Linked DNA regions of Mus musculus: all the other regions are linked to region 3. A link is a contact called in public promoter capture Hi-C data. All regions are on one chromosome and are shown on one strand. Each heading gives the region's core, a stretch centred on a gene start, on an enhancer-like site or on the middle of the called end of the contact. The rest is flanking DNA. Distances are from core to core; before and after follow the strand shown. Region 1 holds the start of Nuak1 (NUAK family, SNF1-like kinase, 1). Region 2 holds the start of E230014E18Rik (a long non-coding RNA gene). Region 3 holds the start of Ric8b (RIC8 guanine nucleotide exchange factor B). Region 4 holds the start of Platr7 (pluripotency associated transcript 7).

Evidence for each region. Promoter capture Hi-C pulls out the DNA fragments that hold promoters and counts their contacts. Capture Hi-C pulls out chosen DNA fragments and counts their contacts.
Region 1: a contact with region 3 is called in a promoter capture Hi-C map of pancreatic islet. The contact joins the promoter of Nuak1 here to the promoter of Ric8b in region 3. A contact is called at or near these places in 1 of 115 datasets of contacts at active chromatin or transcription factors (extraembryonic endoderm stem cells) and 1 of 9 other capture datasets (pancreatic islet).
Region 2: a contact with region 3 is called in a promoter capture Hi-C map of adipose tissue, with 3 times the contacts expected there. The contact joins the promoter of E230014E18Rik here to the promoter of Ric8b in region 3. A contact is called at or near these places in 3 of 39 promoter capture datasets (the SN4741 cell line, cranial neural crest and pre-B cells), 1 of 484 Hi-C or Micro-C datasets (the C2C12 cell line) and 1 of 9 other capture datasets (adipose tissue).
Region 4: a contact with region 3 is called in a promoter capture Hi-C map of the C10 cell line, with 3 times the contacts expected there. The contact joins the promoter of Platr7 here to the promoter of Ric8b in region 3. A contact is called at or near these places in 1 of 39 promoter capture datasets (the C10 cell line) and 1 of 115 datasets of contacts at active chromatin or transcription factors (bone marrow-derived macrophages).

What each region holds. Positions count from the first base shown.
Region 1 is chr10:84,439,339-84,442,038 of GRCm38.p6, reverse strand. It overlaps Nuak1 (NUAK family, SNF1-like kinase, 1), which reads left to right and starts at 1,371. Exons shown (of 7, transcript NM_001004363.2): 1 at 1,371-1,924. The coding sequence starts at 1,682.
Region 2 is chr10:84,516,382-84,519,081 of GRCm38.p6, reverse strand. E230014E18Rik (a long non-coding RNA gene) reads right to left here and starts at 1,379. Exons shown (of 2, transcript XR_003948929.1): 1 at 993-1,379. It overlaps Gm34405 (a long non-coding RNA gene), which reads left to right and starts at 1,420. Exons shown (of 4, transcript XR_380642.4): 1 at 1,420-2,700.
Region 3 is chr10:84,916,299-84,918,998 of GRCm38.p6, reverse strand. It overlaps Ric8b (RIC8 guanine nucleotide exchange factor B), which reads right to left and starts at 1,386. Exons shown (of 10, transcript NM_183172.2): 1 at 1,174-1,386. The coding sequence starts at 1,257.
Region 4 is chr10:84,552,071-84,554,770 of GRCm38.p6, reverse strand. Platr7 (pluripotency associated transcript 7) reads left to right here and starts at 1,433. Exons shown (of 4, transcript NR_040658.1): 1 at 1,433-1,511; 2 at 2,061-2,123.

The DNA.
Region 1 (2,700 bases), core at 122-2,621, 480 kb after region 3:
GACTCTGACAACAGGGGTGGGGGCGAGGGGCGTCTCGAGAAGACAGGCTGTTGCTAGAGTCCAGTGTAAGGTGAGAAGTAGACAAGAGTGAAGTCAGAAGGAATTTGGAGGGCGGGAGGAACCTGAGGGCTGCAGAAGGAAGTGCCAGTACTTGGAGACTACACCAGATGCTCTTCCTGGTCGGTCTTCCCACCCTAGTGTGGAACAATGTAATTTATGTGAAATTACTTTAAAAAATTTCTCAAGATACCTTTAATTTTTTCATGTCTTATTTTTCCTCCCTTCATCTCAGGAGAACCAGGGCAGCCTTGCTGGGAGGCCTTCCTGCCTGACCTTCACCTGGTGGGGTGAGATCTGGCCGTTTTAGTCAAAGGAAAATTCCCATCGCCTGAGGGGGTCAAGAGGCCTGCAAGTGGCCTCTGGCTTGGACAAGGAACTGCTCAGCAGGCCAAGGCCTAGGCTTATCTCAGAGCCTTGGTTTGTCGGAAAGGGGTCTTTCCAATGGCGCTGGGCAGCTCAGGGGACCCAGCTCCATCCAGGCCCCCACTTCCCTCCTCTTAGGTGTTGGTCCCTGTTGGACTCCCGAACTTTACCGGGAGATCGGAGCCCTGGAGAAGGGCCGGGTTCCTCCTTCGAGCCTCCCTTCGTTCCTGACTCCGCCTTTCTCCCTGAGAGAGCCGGGGTTCCGAAGCATCCCTCTCGGGGACTTTCCAGGCTCCGCGGTTGCTCCAGGAGGGCCCTGCCCTGACCGTGCCGGAGCTGGGGGCCTGCAGGGCCTCGGCGGCTGGAGGGGACTGTGACTCACCGCCGGTAACCCAACACCGCTGGGCCTCCTTTCAACCCAGCCTCCCCCTGCTCCAGCGAGCCTGGCGGCCTCCGCCACACCATAACAAACATGAAGAAGGGTGGCCCAGGAGGCTACAGCCCCGGGCCACAGAGCGTGAGCCTGGCTCTGTGCGTTGTCGCCTCTGCGGCCTCGGGGACCTGCGACCTTTATCCGAGGCCGATCGGCCCAAGCTAGCTGCGGACGGCCCGCAGTAGTTCCGGAGGGTGAGTGCGGGACGCTCGGGGAGGGGACAAGAGCACTGACGATCCCCAACCCCTCCACCTCGACCCACCCGGGACCTTGCGTCCCCACCCGGCGAGGACAAAGCAGCCGGGCCGCCGCCCCGGCCTGCGCCGCGCCGCACAAAGAGTGAACAACGACACGCACCCCGCCCCCTCCCTGCTCGGTGGCCCGGCGCGGAGGTGGGGACACCCGGGCGCCCGCCCCGCGTTCCCCTCTCGCCCCGCCCCGTCTGCGCGTCCTCCCGGCGCGGGGGCGGGGGGCGCGGCGCCCCACATAACACTCCTCTCCAGCGCGCGGAGCCACCCTCTCCCCTCCTTCTCGCCAACACCACCGCCTCCCCTGACATCGCTGCCACCTCGCCGGACGCTCCGCAGATTGCCGCGGCTGGCCAGGGGGCGGTGCGCCGAGCGTGCGCGCCCGGGACGCCAGATGTGCAGTCGCCGCCGCCGCCGCCGCTAGTGCCCCAGCGGCAGCCAGAGCCAGGTCGGGTCGTCTCAGCAATGCTGCTGCGGGGGCGACCTTGAACGCACCCCGGTTTCCCTCGGTGGGGACCACCCCGAGCCCCTGTGCCGGGACCTGCCCTCTCCAACTCGGCTCGCCCTGCGCTTGGTCATGGAAGGGGCGGCAGTGTCCGCGGCAGGGGATGGCCCTGCTGTAGAGACCGGCTTGCCGGGCTCTCCGCTGGAGGCGGTGGCCGGGGCGACTGCAGCCCCAGTGGAGCCCAGGAAGCCGCACGGGGTGAAGCGACATCACCACAAACACAACTTGAAGCATCGCTATGAGCTGCAAGAGACCCTGGGCAAAGGTACCTACGGCAAAGTCAAGAGAGCCACCGAGAGGTTTTCAGGCCGAGTGGTGAGTAAGGGAAATTCCTGGAGGGGTTCGAGCTGGTTCCCTGGTGGCCCAAGATGGGGGCGGGGAGACGGTCTGGGGGCACCACGCCACCGGGGCTCCCTTCTCTAGAAAGGTTTCAGCAGAAGCCCCCAGTCAGACTCCTCACTTTCCTTTCAGCACCCCGTGACTCAGGTGTATATCTCCGAAAACACTTGTTACATCTTGTCTGCACATATTTTGGGGGCTTCTCTCACCCCACCTTTTTTATTTTTTTATTTTTTACCCCAGCTAGCAAAGTAGTGTTTAGGATTCACATTTTGCAGCTTTGAGAACATGGGGTCTTCCCCAAAGACACACCTTCAGACCTTGTCCGGGAGTTCCTTATTTGTACAAACTCCAAAAAGACCTACATTATCAGCCATGAAGCTGGGCTCGAAAGTGTGGTGTCCTGTAGTTGCTCAGGACCCCCGCTTCTTTCCCATCTACCTGCAGTCCCACTTCTCCTTTCCACTGGGATGCTTGCTTACCCTGATGCTGCTCTTGCTGCAAAAGACAGACTCCTCCTGTCTATCAAACCTAAAAGCTTCTACTGAATGTCTGAGGTTTCTTGACAGCTTGCATTCCCGCCTCTGGCAAGCATGACATGTCCCTGGCAGGGGTGGCCATTCAGTCCCAGAGTTGATTTGCAGCAGGCTCGCTTGCCTTACCAGGTCCTGGCTTCAGGACTACTTAAATTGTTCAAGGGGTCTGGCCGGCCGCACCCGATACAGCTGAAGCTCTGCCAGGTGCCTCGGGGG
Region 2 (2,700 bases), core at 130-2,629, 400 kb after region 3:
AATCCCCTGCTTGGGAGCTGCAAAATACACTCAGATTCAAACTGCCTCTATGTTTCTGTTTGTCACTGCCAAACTCTTACCCACCTAGCTTTGAGGACCCTCATTCCAGGGACCCCATACCCAAATGGGGTGGTCCATGGCAGGTGGTACCATTCCTGGCCTGGTAGCCCTGGGTTCTATAAGAAAGCAGGTTGACCTGGAACTCACTCTGTAGACCAGGCTGGCCTCGAACTCAGAAATCCACCTGCCTCTGCCTCCCAAGTGCTGGGATTAAAGGCATGCGCCACCACTGCCCAGCCAAGACTACACAGAGAAACCCTGTCTCAAAAAAGAAAAAGAAAAAGAAAAAGAAAAAGAAAAGAAAGAAAGGAAGAAAAAAAGAAAAGAAAGCAGGCTGAGCAAGCCATACAGAGCAAGCCAGTAAGCAGGACCCCTCCACGGCCCCTGCATCAGCTCCTGCCTCCAGGTTCCTGCCCTGTCTGAGTTCCTGCCCTCACTGCTTTTGACGATGTACAGTTGATACAGAACTGTGATTGAAATAAATCCTTTTCTTCCCATTTGCTTTTTGACCGTGGTGTTTTATCATAGCAATGCTCACCCTAACTAGGACACTCTCCCTTTCCACATCACGGGGGATAAAGCCTTAACACACCACCACCCTCTCTTCCCAGCCTCCTCTTTACCCCCATAACTGGGGATCGGAGGCTAATCACCAGCAGCCTGGTTCATGGCTCATGATACTGCGGAACACCACTCTGCTGCACATGAAGGAGACAGACAGCAAGACAGATGGAGTCCTGCCTTCACTGTAATCCTGGTCCAGTGGGGAAACAGGAAATGGCCGGAAGAAATGAAGACAGGTGTTTGTGCCTCACTGCCCTTCCTGTCTCTGGCTTGTCTTTGGGGACTCCCCCATAGATCACAAGCACAGCCTTTCCCAAGTGTCTGTCTGTCTGTCTGTGTCCCCTTCCCACTATATCTTCCATGCCTACCTCTGGCTGGCTCCTGCCATCAGCTCCTGGGGATCTCATGAGGCTGTTTTCCTCTGTTATGACATCTCCAGCATCTTCCTCCTTTCCTAATCAGACTGCTCCATCTCTGAACCTGAACCCTAAGCCGACTTGAATGCTCCACCCAGGACCCCACCCTCCAGGCTGCTGGTCGGAAAGCCTCTTCCCTCTGTGCTACAATGGCTTGCATGACTGCTTTCTTGCTGGATGGCACCCTCCGTGTTTGGGTCTTTCATCTCTGTATCTGCAGAGAAGTTACCATGCTTGGTTCTAGGAGGCGTACCAAGTAACTAACACTTCCTGAGTACTGAGTATGCACAGTCATTCTTCTAAAGGCTTTATGACAGCCACACAGGGAGGCACTATGTTTAGCAACCCACCCTGCCCCACCCTGCCCCGTTTCTTGATAGGTGAAGGCTCCAAGGAGGCTAAGTACTTTGTTCAGAACATTTCCTGGTCATAGTAAGTGGTGAACCAAGTCCCCCCCTCCCAATGATGTGCTATAAAAATGGAAGACTGAAAGCAAAACTCTATTCACCTATGTATTTTTCAGTTAGTGAGTACATCAGTGTCTAACTGTGCTGTGCTAAGCAAAGAACACTTGTATTTACTTAGAGCTCTATAAGAAAGCAGGCTGAGCTTACTTGGAGCTCTACGTGTGTGTGTGTGTCTGTGTGCATCTGACACATGTCCAGGCCTTCAGAGGTCCGAATAAGGTGTCAGATTCCCTGGAATTGGAGCTGTGGATAGTTGTGACCTGTCCAACATAGGTGCTGGCAATGGAACCTGGGTCCTCTGCAAGAGCAGCAAGTGTTCCTAACAGCCGAGCAGCCGAGCCATCTCTCCAGCCCTTAATTAACTCCATGACCCTTTTTGTATGTGAGGGAAATTTCCCAGTTAAAGGGTGTGTGATTGTGTGTGTGTGTGATTGTGTGTGTGTGTGTGTGTGTGTGTGTGTGTGTGGTGTTGCAGGATCTTACTATGCAGCCTCAGGCTGGTCTTGAACTAACAGTATTCTCCTGCCTCAGACTGGTCCTGGGATCAAAGGAGCATATCAAGACAGTTGGCCCTATGGTCACTTTTTGTAAGGAGAAGAAACACAGGGAGAAAACTCACGCATCAGACATACGATAGTGTAAATCAGAAAGCCCATGATAACCGACTCACCACCAGTCCCTGTGGGCCTGTAATCACGATCAATCAACGTGAATAATTCTGATAGGGACAGACCATGCAACAAACAGGCCTTGCATAGTAAAGATTAAAGGGGCTCAAATTAAACCTTCGTCTTTTTTTTTTCCCCAGATGGGGAGACAGCCTCAGAGAGAGGAAGTTGTTCACCCAAACTGCTCAGACCAACTGGTTCAGGAGACAAGACAGGGCCTTGTTCCTCCTCCCTGGTTACTTGTCTTGGCCCCGTGCCAGCCTAAGTAACGATTGGAAGCGCCGGGCAGCAAGTGAAGGATCAGAGCTGCTGCAAAAGGTGTGGCACTTCCTCTAGGCTGTGCCAGGCGAGCGTGTTGGTTCCTGACACCCTGAGCAAGGCCGATTGGGCAATGGGCCTGTGGTGAGGGCAGAGCCACCTGTGCTGGGGTACTTGGTCATGTTCTGTGGAAAGTGATGGTTGCACACTGGGTGCAGCTTCCCCTGTCTTAGGCCATGTGCTCGCATGGAGTCAGTCTTAGAAACA
Region 3 (2,700 bases), core at 137-2,636:
CAGGCAGTTCACTGATACAAAATATATGAGAGCGGAGTAGTAGGCACAGAAGAGAAGGTCCACAGGGGCATACAGCCATGTTTCTTTCAGAGAGGGCTGATAAATAGGCAGGGGAAAGGAACAGTAAGGTACCTGTTAGGTATATGGTGTAACTTGGTGATGGATGGGTCTTCAGAGAAGAGAGTCATACAAGTCTCCCAAACAGCCTAAAGGTGTTAGGTAGGCTACTTATTAAAGCAAACATGAGAAACTGCTGAAAGGAAAAGGAAGATCTAATGGTACTTGGAGAGAGAGCTCCTCCAGAGATGAAAGTGGTATTAATAATAAGATACCGATCACTGTAGCAAAAGACCAGTGAATGGATAGTTTGAAAACCTAGGTGGGAAGGCTCTGGCTCCCAGGAATGACCTTGGGCTAGTTACTTAGCCCATCTGGAGGCTCCATTGCAAAACACAGATAATACCTCACAGGATTGCTGTCAAGATTAAATGAGATAATGAACAGAAAAGCTGTTAATGCGATACAAATAACAGGTATTATTAGGAGTTGGATTTTCTACCCACTTGCAACATATGTCCATGACCTTGGGGCGTGATTTCAGTTCTTTGCACCTCGGTTTCCTCATCTATGAAATGGGAAGGTTGATACCATCTACTTTATAAGCACTTGGAGGATATCAAAGGAGATCACATAAAAGACATCAATGCCTGGTAAACCATACAATGGTACAGGTACACAAAGACCTGCCATCGTTGCTGATATGTTTTGTGCATGACAAGGGCCGTGTTTATGCAGAGAAGCATGTATTTTCACACTATACAGGTGAGAAAGCCTCGCATGCATTTTATGCATCCAGGAACGGGGCACTGGGCAGCCGCGCATCTACAGATTCTGGGGGTGTGCCTTGCACGTTTAGGAAGAAGACCACAGGACAGGCTGCTGGGCCAGAAATCGGAGTGGGCATTATAGTGGAGGCAATGGGTAGATGCAGGATGAACGAGTGGGAAAGGCTGGGGGCACAAACACGCATGCCCAAGCCGGAAACGTTTTCGGGGGAGAGCAATGCGCATCCCCGGAATGAGGGGGATGGGGAGGATGCGAAGTGCAAGCCCCGAAGGCGGCCCGGGGGGAGGGGGGACAAGACAGCGAACGCCCGGGGCCAGAGTTCTTTACCTTGTCGCTGTAATCCCTCAGGACCCGCTCGATAGCCCCCGCCTCGCCGGCCCGGACGATGTAGAGGGCGCGCTCTTCATCCATGGCCGCAGGTGCGGGGGAGCCGCAGCCGCTGTGCGCGCCCCAGCCGCTGCCTCCCAGGTAAACGCCTCGCGCCCCCGCTACCTCGCTCCTTCCCAGCTTCCTTCCTTCCCTCCTTCCCTCCCTCCCTCCAGCCTCCAACCCGCCAGCCTCCGCCCGGGCAGGCCCTACGTCACCGCCCCTCAACTTTCACCCCGCGACGTCACCGCTCCCCCAGCAACCGGCGCCCGGAGGCCTCCCCTGACAAGGCCCGGGGCTTGGTGGAGGCCTGAGGAGCCACCAGAGACTGAGTCAGGCCCAGGCCCTGCCTACTCCCCTAGGTCTGCCAGCCTTGGGGAAGAGTTGGGCTTCGCAGCGGGCTTCCACGAGCAGAACTGTCTCTCCTAACACTCTATGAATCATTCCCCCATAGCGGACGAGAACTGGCGGGCTGTTCCCCGCCCATCTGCGAGCCTACCGCTTCTACACTACAATTCCCGACATGCAATGGGCTCATCCCACGCTGTCATCTGAGTTATTAGTGAACTGAATAGCATGCCGGAATTGGTAGTCATCCAGTGCAAAAGACTTCCCTCTTTCCAGAGGGCATGCTGGAAAATGTAGTTCCCTAAAGGCCGGAAACCAGAATCCTGCGACCGCTGGAGGCCAGAGGCGGAGGGACCCTTCGTTGGTGGGAGGGTCTAAACTGGGGTTTAACTGGGTTTTTTGTTTTTGGGTTTTTTTTTTTTTTTTTTTGGTTTTTATTTTTTTCTTTTTTCTGACCTGCACTTAGACGCGGCTGGTTGGACTTACTGACGATGGCGAAACGGCCGACCCTTGGTAGTGGCTGTCAGCGCCAGGTTGAGTTCCCTCTATGCTCAGTTAGCGGTTTCCGTCTCTGGAATGCTCACCCTCCTCACCCGGTTGCAGTCCTGTTATGCACTAGGCTACAGCAACATGGGAAATTGAACACAGTTCTTTGTGGAACCCTAAGGAATCACAACAGATAAAGAAATTTGGAGAGATCTATATATCTATATAGATATTATTTGGAGATAGATTATTAGATTATGTATATATAATTTTATATTATATGTATGTATATGTGTGTGTGTGTGTATGTACATATATACATATATATTTTATTTCTATTTTCCAGATGAAGAAATTGAAGCTCAGAATTAATGAGGCATACCTGGGATTTGAACCCAGGGAAATTAGCTCTGCACTTAGTAATTGAGAAAGTTGAGATTTGAATCCAGGTCGTTCCCAAAGATGTAAATATCACACAACCAGAGTATCCATGGAGTCAGTGGTGATGGAGGCACATATTCTCCAAGTGTTAGTTCTGTGCCAGCCACTTACATTTCATCTGGGTTCACTCAACATCTCAAAAAATTAAATATTTGAGAATTTGTGCATTGCTGGGCATTATCCAATACAGTGTGGATACAGTGGCTCCCAAAA
Region 4 (2,700 bases), core at 184-2,683, 360 kb after region 3:
GAGCAATGGGAGGGAGGAAGTGGGAGGGCCCAGGGAGGCACTCCACCCAGCAGAGCAGCCAAGGGGAACACATTTCCTAGCATCCGTGCCCCAGAGTTTGCTTTGGTTTGGTTTTCACGAGGCTATCTAAGTTCACTCTGAAGCTGTCTAAATTTCTCTTCAGTTCCCCAATGTCTCTGACCATATCTATGTATTTAGACTGCCTTCTAAGTGAGCGTGGGGGATGTTTCCATAGAGACTGAAGAAGGGCTGCTGTTCCATCTATAACAGTCTCCCCTAGGGCCTATGACCTCCAGGACCATAGGCTTTTGACCTTGTTTATAGTAGCAGACATGAATTTCCTCCTGTGGTGCAGGCCTCACAGCCAATCAGAGAGCAGTTGTTTGCTTTCATAGCATCATGTCACTATTGCCTGCATAGGCACATAGGACCAGAGACGGGAAGGTAGACCATCTCAATGTACAAGTTCATGGAGTCTGAAGTGGCTAGGATAGTAAACTTCAGAAAAGATGTTTCCAAGCAACTTGTGGAGATCTTGGGTAAGGCCTTAAATTTCCTCAGGACACTGATTTTGAAATTTTAGTGTGTTTTATCTCGTCATGTGGAGAGACTGAAGCTGGAAGGAAAGGGAGAAGGAAAGAGGGGAGAGAGAAGAGAGAAGGTGACCTTCCCTCCCCAGGCTGCAGAGAGGAACTGGTACAACTAGTTTATTGCACTTCACTTTACTGTCCTCTTAAGATAATTTCATTTTCAGAGAATTGTTTCATTTTTATTAACATATATTAATTATACATGTTAATGGCATCCAGTGTGACATTTCCACACATGCATGCAGTGTGCACTAATGAAACCCAACCTCTATTCACATCTCCCCCAACCTCTCTCTGTCCTGTCCTCTGTGTGTGTGATTGTGTATGTGTGTTATATGTGTGTGTAGTATGTAGGTATTTGCATGTGTGTGGACACACATGTGTGGAAACATGCACATGTATGCGTACATATGTGGAGCTTAAGGTTGATGTCTAGAATCAGTTTTAACCATTCTTTCACCATATTCTTTGAGGCAAGGGCTTTTAATCATATCCAGAGAGTACTGGTGGGAAACCTCGCTAGCTAGCTAGCTCTGGGGCTTCCTAGCTCATTTAGGAACAACAGTAGTAGCTTCTCCTCTAGGGCCTATGACCTCCTGGGCCATGGGCTTTTGACCTTGTTTACAGTAGCAGATATGAATTTCTTCCTGTGGTGCAGGCCTCAAGTCCAATCAGAGAGCAGTTGTTTACCTCTATAGCAACCATGCCATGACTGCATGCACAGGCATGTCTTGCCTGGCAGACCAATAGTATGGCATATAGTGTACACAGGTATGTAACACAGTTGGTAGCCTTAACAACTCCCCCATGCCCAAACCCCAGCCACCTGCACATCACTTTCCAGCACTATTGAAGAGAGCAAGTCAGGGGAGACATTCCAGCTCAATTCCAGCTCGGTTTCATCATGCTTACAACTACCAGGTGTGGTGTTTTCTGCAATAGGATCTTGTTGTGGACATTCTTATTTATGGCTGAATGATATTTTGTTGTGAACATAGATCACATTTTCTTTATCTATTAAAGGGCCCTTAGGGTCACTTAGTGTCTTAGCTATTATGAATACTGTCATGATTAAACATGGGCATGTAGACATCTTGTTGATACTCTGTTTTAGTTGTCTTTGGATATATACTCAAAAGTGGGAAAGCTAGGTCATATAAAGATCAAGATTTTAGGGAACCACAATGGGAGCTGGAGAGATGGCTCAGCGGTTAAGAGCACTGACTGCTCTTCCAGAGGTCCTGAGTTCAATTCCCAGCAACCACGTGGTGGTTCACAACCATCTGTAATGGGATCTGATGCCCTCGTCTGGTGTGTCTGAAGACAGCTATAGTGGACTCACATACATAAAATAAATAATAATTTTTAAAAATCTTAAAAATTAAGAATCACAATGGACATTCATTCTATATGTTTCTCTACCTTCTCTCTTTTGATGCTTACCACCTTTTTGGTTTTTGTTTTTGGTAGTCATTCTGAGAGGAGATAGAATCTCATTGTGGCTTGTATTTGCATTTCTCTGGGCTAAAGATGGTAAGTATTTTTTTCTATTAGTTCCAGACTTGTATTTCTTCTTTTGAAAAGTATCTGTTCAGATAATTTGCTTATTTAGAAACAGTGTTACCTAGATTTTGTTATCAGGTTGAAAATTGTGATTTTTTTTTTTAAGTGAAAGGTTTGGGAACCGTGCATCTTCCAAGGCAGGTCTACCAGTGCCATTTCCCGTAAAGCAGTTTACCAGAGCCATTTCCCATAAGGCATGTTCTCATTTAATTTTGTGTTACAATTTGGTTATTCTCATAATATTTCAAAATTTTCATCAATATTAGCGTGTTATGGGGCTCTGTGATTAGAGTCTTTGAAGATAATATTGTGAATGTCAAAATACCAACACTGACAGGAGCTCAGAAGACTGCAGACAGTATCATAGGATGTAGGCTCGGCTAAAACAGAGCCCGAGAGAATACTGAAAGCAGTTTCAGCCTGGGTAACATTCAATGAGCTAGCCAACCCTAACCCTGTGGTGGTCTGAATAGGTTTGCTGCCTCCCCCCACCCCCCTCTAGACTCATGTCTTTGAATGCTTGGCTCACAGGGAGTGGCACTATTAG